2 separate regions of the Zea mays genome follow, and region 1 is linked to region 2. A link is a contact called in public Hi-C data. All regions are on one chromosome and are shown on one strand. Each heading gives the region's core, a stretch centred on a gene start, on an enhancer-like site or on the middle of the called end of the contact. The rest is flanking DNA. Distances are from core to core; before and after follow the strand shown.

Region 1 (4,662 bases), core at 1,432-3,931, 260 kb after region 2:
AGGTTTAGAGGCTTTCCTCGCCTATACAGGGAGGAGATAGCCCTTCTGAATACACATTCTCACAACTGATGTACTCTTATTTAGGAGACCCCTTCCTTCTCATACAAAGTTTTTTTTTGTTATCGATGATAACATTTCTATTGCCATGGTTTACATGCACCGATCTGGCAAGATCAGGTATCTGAAACCCTGTTTGCAGAAGATCTTGCTTGGGATAGCTGTAGGTAATGTTTTTGGGGGAGCGTACAAGCGATTGCTCGGCGAAGATCTACTTTCCTTGTGACTTTTCGAGAGACTTGACAACATCAACCCTCCACCACATCAATCTTTACGACTATATAAACTAAAACACATTGAGTAGTATGACTATTCCGATTGATAACATTGTTGTTAATGTCTTCGACAATGATACCGTTTCAACGTATACCCTTACAACTCGTTTGACTGACTTTTTTGTTAGAAATGTAGCAACTGAAAAAACACTATAGTTGTGTCTCACGCTAGCAACGACAGTCCAAGCAACTGGTTTAATAAGTCCAGCCGAACAACTTGTTAATCTTTTTTATACTGTTTATGTTTATAAGTCTGATAAATATGAACATGTGCACCTATTATTAATACACTGGTTCATTGATAATATCCATGTTTATAAATTACCTAATTTATTTTGCAATCAAAATACACCATAAAATGACTAATTATCTAACAATGATATGCGTACACAACGGAATCAGCCGAGCTTGACCAAATCACTTAAACCATCCGTGCTACGTAGTAGTGGGCTAGTGGCACATAGTAGCACAAATCACCCGAAGGCAGCAGCAGCAGCCTATCTGGCAATGAAATATGTTTGCGCAAGGGTTTCAGCTTCATGTCTTCGTCTCATTGAATGAGTACATGTACAATATATTGAATTCTCTAGAGCGCCTTCACCTCCATAAATATGTAAATTCCAGATCCGACATTTATGATGCAGTACAAGTGGGAACCATAAAGGCTTCACTCAACACAAGATGGATGCAACATATTAGAACCAACTGCATTTCCACTGTAAGGGTATGTTTGGGAGTGTAGTATTTTTTCTGTTTTTGGAGAATGCTATAATATTTGAGATACCGTGGTATTTTTTTTCAATAACAGTGTTTGGTAGACTCTTCAACAACTTTGTTTTTAAAACTACGGTTTTGGCTATGTTACACTATTTTTTATAGTTTTGGAAACTTAGCTGTAGACTAAAGTTTTCAATATTGTGATTTTTCCCAAAACTATAGCATTTTAAAACTGTAGTTTTCAAATCTTTATTTAAAAAAGGACCTAAAATCAAAAGGCCAAAAATGAATGTAAAACTGAACAAGAAGCCCCATGATAAACGAGATCTATCGGTGAAAGTTGGCCATGTGACTCTTCCAATACACGAACTGCTACTGTTGTTAGTGGTGGCTTATCTATATGTAGCTCTACCTAGACTGTTTTATTATCCCAGTAGTAGTTCCTCAGCTACAACATATGGAGGAGTAGCTCGATACGGCCTAATCCGGTAACCCAGCTTAGAGCAACTCCAATAGTTCTCTAAACAACTCTCTAAATCTTAAATTTAAGAAGTGAGCAGAAAAATGCTTCTCCAATGGTTCTCTAAATAAACTTGCTAAATTTACTTAGTTGCTATTCAACTCTATTTACTCTCCACATTTAGCAACTCGGTAGGAACTCCCTAAATGCAGTTGACGTCAATTTCTTCACACTAGCGTGATTATTTTTTCCTTTCCCACACAGTGAGATAGCCAGGTATAGCACGCTCTTTTTCATTTTCTAGCATAATGAGGTAGCTAGGTTAAATACGTATGACGCAAGTTTCTCCTTCACCGTCGAACCCAACTTCCTCATAGGCTGCGCTACCGGACCACCACTCATCCATAGTTCATATCGACCGGCCTTTTTTCTTCCATCATCACATCCTCTGCTCTCAATCTTATTATCAGACATATCTCATAAAGGCAGGGTCGCTAAAGCTAGATTCAAAATCGAACTACTTCCTAAATATGAGCAACTATTGGAGACTAAGTTATTTTTTACCTCCAATAGCTATTTAGCAACTTGCTAAACATGATTTTAGCAAGCTATTTTTTGGAGAACTACTAGAGTTGCTCTTAGCTTGTCATTATACATGGTGGTGGATCTAGATAAAGCTCGTTGCTTGTTTCATGGAAGGCAACGATCGCTATGCAAGCAGTCCTTTTTTGCAAGCGTGCAAGCAAACTATCTGGTCCATTAGATTATGATCCAACCACAGATACAACCATGATTTGTTAAGTTTTTTTATAAAGATTATTGAGCTGGTGGTGGAAGAGTTTAAGTGTTAAATGTGACCTACGGTTGGATCATAATCTAATGGATCAAATATTTTACTTGCACGCTTACAAATAAGGACTGTTTGTATAGCAGTCGTTGTCTTTATGGAAATCCTTGATGTTCTTCTCGTCAGGCCATCCTCCTCTTCATTTCCTTACTTTATCGCACTGAAACTCGTCTATTCCAAATGTCAATCCAATCGCCATGAACGAAGCTGCCATCGGGCCTTTGGAAGAAAGGCCTCCATTGTGTAATACAGTCTATACTCGTCTATTCCAGCCCAAACAAACAGGGCCCAATATTAGTTCTCAACCGTCCCCTTTCCCGAAGTCAAGTGCCACCACGACGCTACTCGTCCTCATCCAGTCACGAAAAATCGGAATCTCTGAAAAATCCTCCGTACCATGAAGCTCCGGTTGCGATCTATGCAGGCGCGCGGCGGCTCCGCCGCCGTGGAGACCCACCGCGTGGACCTGCCGCCCACGGCCACTCTGGCCGACGTGAAGACCCTCCTCGCGTCGAAGCTCTCTGCGGCGCAACCCGTCCCCGCCGAGTCCGTCCGCCTCTCCCTCAACCGTAGCGAGGAGCTCGTCTCGCCGGACCCTGCCGCTACGCTCCCGTCCCTCGGCCTCGCGTCCGGTGATCTCGTATTTTTCACCCTATCCCCCCTCACGGCCCTAGCGCCGCCGGCTCAGGCCCTGCCACGGAACCCTAGCCCGAGCTCTGGCGCTGCAGCGTCGATCGCTGAGGCTGCCGACCGCGGGAAGGGTTCGAAGCAATCTGGTACTGGAGATTTCTCTTCCTCGTCACTGGCGCAGGCTGTGGTTGTGAGCCCTAGCTTTCCGGTCGCTTCCGGTACGCGGGATGTGGTGATGGAGGAGGAGGCCGTCGATGCCACAAAGGGCTGGTCGAGTTTTGTGCTTAGGGATCTCAAGAGGGAGATGGACAACGTCGGGGCCGCGGAGGGAACCGCCGCAGGTCGCCTGGTTGCGGCCTTGCATGCAGCTCTGCTTGATGCCGGTTTTCTCACCGCTAAACTGACGGGCTCTCACCTTTCGCTGCCTCAGGGCTGGCCGTCAGGTGCTTTGAAGCCATTGACCATCAAGTATACTATACCAGAGCTTTCATCAATGGTATCTGTGACTGAGGAAGGGAAGGTGGTGGTGCTGAACTACTCCTTGATGGCCAATTTCGTGATGGTTTATGGGTATGTTCCTGGGGCACAGTCTGAGGTTTGCCGGTTGTGCTTGGAGTTGCCGGGGCTGGAGCCTCTACTTTATCTGGATGGCGATCAGCTGAATGGAGTGCATGAGAAGGGAGTTCATGATCTGTGGAGAGTGCTGAAGGATGAGATTTGCCTGCCACTGATGATATCATTGTGCCAACTGAACGGTCTGCGCTTGCCGCCTTGCTTGATGGCTTTGCCTGCTGATCTCAAGACTAAGGTATTGGGGTTTTTACCTGGGGTTGATCTTGCAAAGGTTGAGTGCACATGCAAGGAAATGATGAATCTTGCATCAGATGATAGTATCTGGAAGAAGCTTGTATCCAAGTTTGAAAATTATGGCGAGGGCTCTAGGCTGGCAGGCAAGAATGCAAAGGCCATATTTGTAGAAGCTTGGCAGGCCAATAAGAGACGGCAGAAGAGGCCCAATCCAACCTTTTGGAACTATGGCTGGGGAAACAGTCCTTATAGCCGCCCACTTAGGCTGCCATTGATTGGTGGGGACTCGGACAGACTTCCTTTTATTGGGAATCATGGTTCTGTTGGGCGCCACTTTGGAAATCAACGAAGGAATATCTCACCGAACTGCATTCTTGATGGTCACCGTCATAACTTCCTTTGAAGCCATGTCAATGAGTTTTACTTGTATGTTAAGAGTGTTTTATAAGGACTTCAATGGTGCATATACGGTTAGACCGCCTTGTTCATATCGTCAAGTCGCACACTTATGCTTGTGCACAGCACTCTTATGATCTTATCCTAATATATCCCCTTAGTATCTTAGATCGTATCTTTACTATCTTTTTTTGGTACCAAATGTAATCCAGTGTCCTAGTAATAAAGTACCCTTGTTCTATTCTCAAACGAATTATCTAGACACGGTCATTGTAATTTGGTTGAATGTGTAGATAGATGTATTCGTGTGTAATAGCTTTAAACTTCAGGGTGCTGCTTAAATTTATTTGCATTAAATATTCAATCTATAACATTGATAGCTTTATCTCCACATCTTCATGTTTTCCCCATATCATGATGTCAATATGATTTACATTTTTCTTATTAGGTATTTTCCTTTGACATACATGCTA
Region 2 (4,518 bases), core at 430-2,929:
AGTTAGGCACGTTGTGGCGCCTTAGGTAGCAAACCAAACAACCCCTATATGTTTAGATCATCTCTTGCAGATACCCTACCACATCCTCTATTTCAAATTTCACTCTGGAAACTGTGTCAAACGGTATTATTTACAGTTCTGCGTCCCCTATTTTACGCGATTTACCAAAGACACCCTTTTCGAGCTAAATAAGGCTATTAGCAACTAATTTCGATTAGCGTTAAATAGTGCATCTCTTAGCTCCAGACCACCTTAACCACTATAGGCGACTATTTGAAACATTGGTCCTATTTAATCTGATATTGTGGTGGTTACGTGAGAAGATGGGGGCTAGATCTATGTAGGAATGCGAGCGATTTATAGCGGGATTAGTTTTGTCTTTGGTGAGATAAGTCTTATCGAGTGGGTGGGGGTGGGGGGAATAATGACGCGCATAAGCCTTATTCAAGGAAGGGAATAACGACACATATTTCCCTCTGTAGGAGTAGAGAGTGGTTGCGGTGGGCGAGGTCCTACCAACGGTGCAACGGCTGAGCCACACGTGAGGGTCCAATAAACCAGTGTGGTGGACTCTCTTAAAAAAAGCCATAAAAATAATAATATCAAAGCGAACATATAGTCCACATACTAGATATTAAACTGATAAGAACAAATATTATATTTTATCTTAGTCAAAAGGACGAGAAAGTTATAAGCTAAAAAGAAGTTCGACTTTTTTTATAGCTCGCTCGGTCTATCATCATGCTTCACCTAACAGGATGATACTATTTAAAAACACTGCAATACGTGTGGCTTCGTGGCAGTGGTTTCTCATAGTCATCTGTGGGGTAACGACATATGTGTGGTGCTATATCGGTCACTCCATTGTTTCATGCCAATCTTTTATCTGTTACCGTCTTGCATGATAAAGAGGACAAGCAATTGTTTGCGAGGCTTTCAGTTTAAACCTGAACATGGGGCGACCTGATTTCCAAGCACCTGTTATCGTTTTCATTCTGGATCCCGCTCAGCTCACCATCCCCTACGCTGTAGGTCTGTTCTAGGTCTCTTGCACCACTTCCCTGAAACCATCCACTTTAAACAAGTGGTTCTTGAATTAGAATGTAGCCTTGCTTGCGTTGGTCTCTTTGCCGACTGAGAATGACCGGGCGACGGTTTAAATTCTCCAGTGAAGTCTCAAGACCGTTCAGTGCGAGGTTGGGGAACAGGAGGTCTGCAGAACGTTCTGTCCCGCCAAACCAAGTAAACTTTCGGTTTTGCAGGCAGATTTCCATCGGCTGACAATCATCCAGAGCTGCTCTGAACTTTCTCGTGTCATGTTAAAGTACTGAACATCTCCATCTGCGTATGAACAGATCTTTCTGCAGATTAAAAGAAATTACATAGGCATTGGGTGCATCAACACCTCGTTCGTTAGCGTTATCTTATTATACTGGTTAATGGCACCATAGTATAATCCCCTTCTCCTCTCTCTTGACAACGACGCCGTACGTAGCATCATCTGACAGCAGCTCTTTGCTTCAATCAGACAGCGGCAGACCCGTTCCGTTGTTCCGGCTGGAAGCGATCGCCATGAGAGCGACCCTTCAAAGCATGATCGTTGAATTCTTAGCTACATCTGTACCGATTTGTACCAAATCATGCCTGCTAGTATAAAGTAATACGGCCTAGTGCAGGTGCAGTGCAGGGGGCTGGGACCAACGATTAACGAATGGCATCTGCATCGCGCAGCGAGACTCCGAGGACCGAATCAAAGCACCCGAGCCGCGACAGAAGAAAGGCCACCGCGCTATTGACTTGCACAGTCCTCGTCCTTGGAACGCCGGACTGCATGTTAGCTACCCTATGCAGTTTAACCAAGCCGCGCGCCATCGATCGCCTGCCTCACTGCTTCACAACCTCATTTAGCCAAGGAGCTCACAGAAAAAACAGCCCGTGACACGGGCACCGATCGAGAGCGAAATGGAACTCCGCCATTTCCGCTGCTGCGCTTCGCGGCTTCTCCTCCTCGTTACCCTCCTCCTCGGCTTCCGGCGGGCCGGTGCCCAGGACAGCACAAGCTACACCGTCCCCGCGCAGTTCGCCTGTGACGTGTCGTCGCCGTGCGACACGTACGTCGTGTACCGGACGCAGTCCCCTGGCTACCTAGACCTCGGCAGCATCTCGGACCTCTTCGGCACGAGCCAGGCCCGGATCGCCAGCGCCAACGGTCTCAGCTCCGAGGACGGCGTGCTGCAGCCTGGCCAGCCGCTGCTCGTGCCCGTCAGGTGCGGCTGCGCGGGCGCCTGGTCCTTCGCCAACGTCACGTACCCCATCCGGCAGGGCGACACCTTCTACAACCTCGCCAAGGCCTCCTACGAGAACCTCACCGAGTACCACCTCATCCAGAATCTGAACCCGGGGTCGGAACCCACCAGTCTACAGATCGGCCAGGAGGTCACGGTGCCGCTCCTCTGCCGGTGCCCGGCTCGCGCTGAGCGGAGCCGCGGGGTGCAGAGCCTCATCACCTACATGTGGCAAGCAGGGGACACCATGTCCCAGGTGAGCAAGCTCATGAACGCCACCGTGGACGAGATCGCCGAGGCGAACAACGTAACCGCCAACACCTCCGCCTCCGCGTCCTTCGTGGGGCAGCCGATGCTGATCCCAGTTCGACAGCGGCCGCGGCTTCCGGCTCCGCTCTACGCTGCTGCTGCAGCCGACGGCAAGTCCCGGTCGCGACGTCGGGCTGCCGTCATAGGCGCCAGCGTCTCGGGGTCCCTCGTCGCGCTCGCCGCCTTGTTCGTCGCGATCCTGGCGCGCCGGAGGTACCGAAAGAAGCCGTCGATGCGCCTGGGTTCACGGTTCGCCGTGAACACCAAGCTTTCTTGGTCCAGGAACCAATTCGGTCATGACGGCAGCAATTCCTTCGCCCACGTGATGAAAGGAGGCAAGCTGCTCACCGGCGTTTCGCAGTTCATCGACAAGCCCATCATCTTCGTGGAAGAGGAAATCATGGAGGCCACGATGAACCTTGACGAGCGGTGCAAGATCGGCAGCACGTACTACAGGGCGAAGCTCGACGGGGAGGTGTTTGCGGTGAAGCCAGCGAAAGGTGACGTGTCGGCGGAGCTGAAGATGATGCAGATGGTCAACCACGCCAACCTGATCAAGCTGGCGGGCATATCCATCGGCGCTGACGGGGACTACGCATTCTTGGTGTACGAGTTCGCCGAGAAGGGCTCGCTCGACAAGTGGCTGTACGAGAAGCCACCGTCCGCGCTGCCATCGTCGTCGTGCACCGTGGCAACTCTCTCGTGGGGTCAGAGGCTGAGCATCGCGCTGGACGTCGCGAACGGCCTACTCTACATGCACGAGCACACGCAGCCGAGCATGGTGCACGACGACATCCGCGCGCGGAACATCCTCCTGACGGCGGATTTCAGGGCCAAGATATCTGGCTTCTCCCTGGCCAAGCCAGCCATGGTCGACGCCGCCGCGACGAGCTCCGACGTGTTCGCCTTCGGGCTGCTGCTCCTGGAGCTCCTATCCGGCAGGAGGGCGATGGAGGCGCGCATCGGCTCGGAGATCGGCATGCTGTGGAGGGAGATCCGTGGCGTGCTGGAAACCGGCGACAAGAGGGAGGCGAAGCTGAGGAAGTGGATGGACCCCGCTCTGGGAAGCGAATACCACATGGACGTGGCTCTTAGCCTGGCCAGCATGGCGAGGGCCTGCACCGAGGAGGACGCAGCGCGGCGGCCGAACATGACCGAGGTCGTGTTCAGCCTCTCCGTGCTGGCGCAGCCGTTGTCAGTGGCCGACGGGTTCGAGAAGCTGTGGCAACCCAGTTCGGAGGACAACATCCGGATTGCCGGCTCGGTGGCAGCTCGATAAAATGAAAATACAACTTCGTTTAGCAGAGAAATTTTGTAAGTAGCTGCTAGTTCCTTGGTTGTGAACTTGCACTGTACGTCTGTACATTACTTTACTTCACTTTGAGCGCTAATTTTGCACTGTGTAAGCTAGTTCATGTTCAACCTATAGTGTACTACTAGTATCTCTTTGTCTTTACGTACTAGTTTCCAAACTGAAGATGACAAATGGTAAATGGTGCGAGTTTGTTTGCAAATTTGAAATCCAGGGTTCATCTACCATTTGTCATCTTCTGTTTGGAGATTTCAAAAGGAACAACGGAGGGGAGTACCAGTGATGCAGGGAAGGATTTGCTAGTGTCCTTCCATTAAAAAATAATACAATTCTCATTGTTTTGAGATTTTAAATTTAACTAAATAACTATAAAATATATGAACTTATTATTCCAAATTAATGTTATAGAATTAATTATAGAATACTTTTTAATATTTGGAGAAGAAAAAAAGGGAAAACATATGTGGAGCTCAAATAATAAATAGAAAAAAGGAAAAGATAGAGAAGAAAAAATGCCAAAAGGGCATATGAAAAACATGCAAAAGTATGGCAAAAAAGAGTAGACCTCCTCAACATCTTAAGACCTTGGGAAGAGGGATCATTAAAGGAGAA

Evidence for each region. A called contact is a pair of places that touch in the nucleus more often than the background predicts.
Region 1: a Hi-C map of leaf shows a contact between it and region 2, with 4 times the contacts expected there. The contact joins the promoter of LOC100501928 here to the promoter of LOC103633076 in region 2. A contact is called at or near these places in 6 of 25 Hi-C or Micro-C datasets (ear, leaf, leaf mesophyll and 1 more).

Annotation. Positions count from the first base shown.
Region 1 is chr1:29,228,528-29,233,189 of Zm-B73-REFERENCE-NAM-5.0, forward strand. LOC100501928 reads left to right here and starts at 2,682. Exons shown (of 1, transcript NM_001196566.2): 1 at 2,682-4,430. The coding sequence starts at 2,754. The coding sequence ends at 4,196.
Region 2 is chr1:28,968,877-28,973,394 of Zm-B73-REFERENCE-NAM-5.0, forward strand. LOC103633076 (serine/threonine receptor-like kinase NFP) reads left to right here and starts at 1,680. Exons shown (of 1, transcript XM_008654760.2): 1 at 1,680-4,108. The coding sequence starts at 1,963. The coding sequence ends at 3,873. It overlaps LOC111590799 (U2 spliceosomal RNA), which reads right to left and starts at 692; the gene lies at 496-692.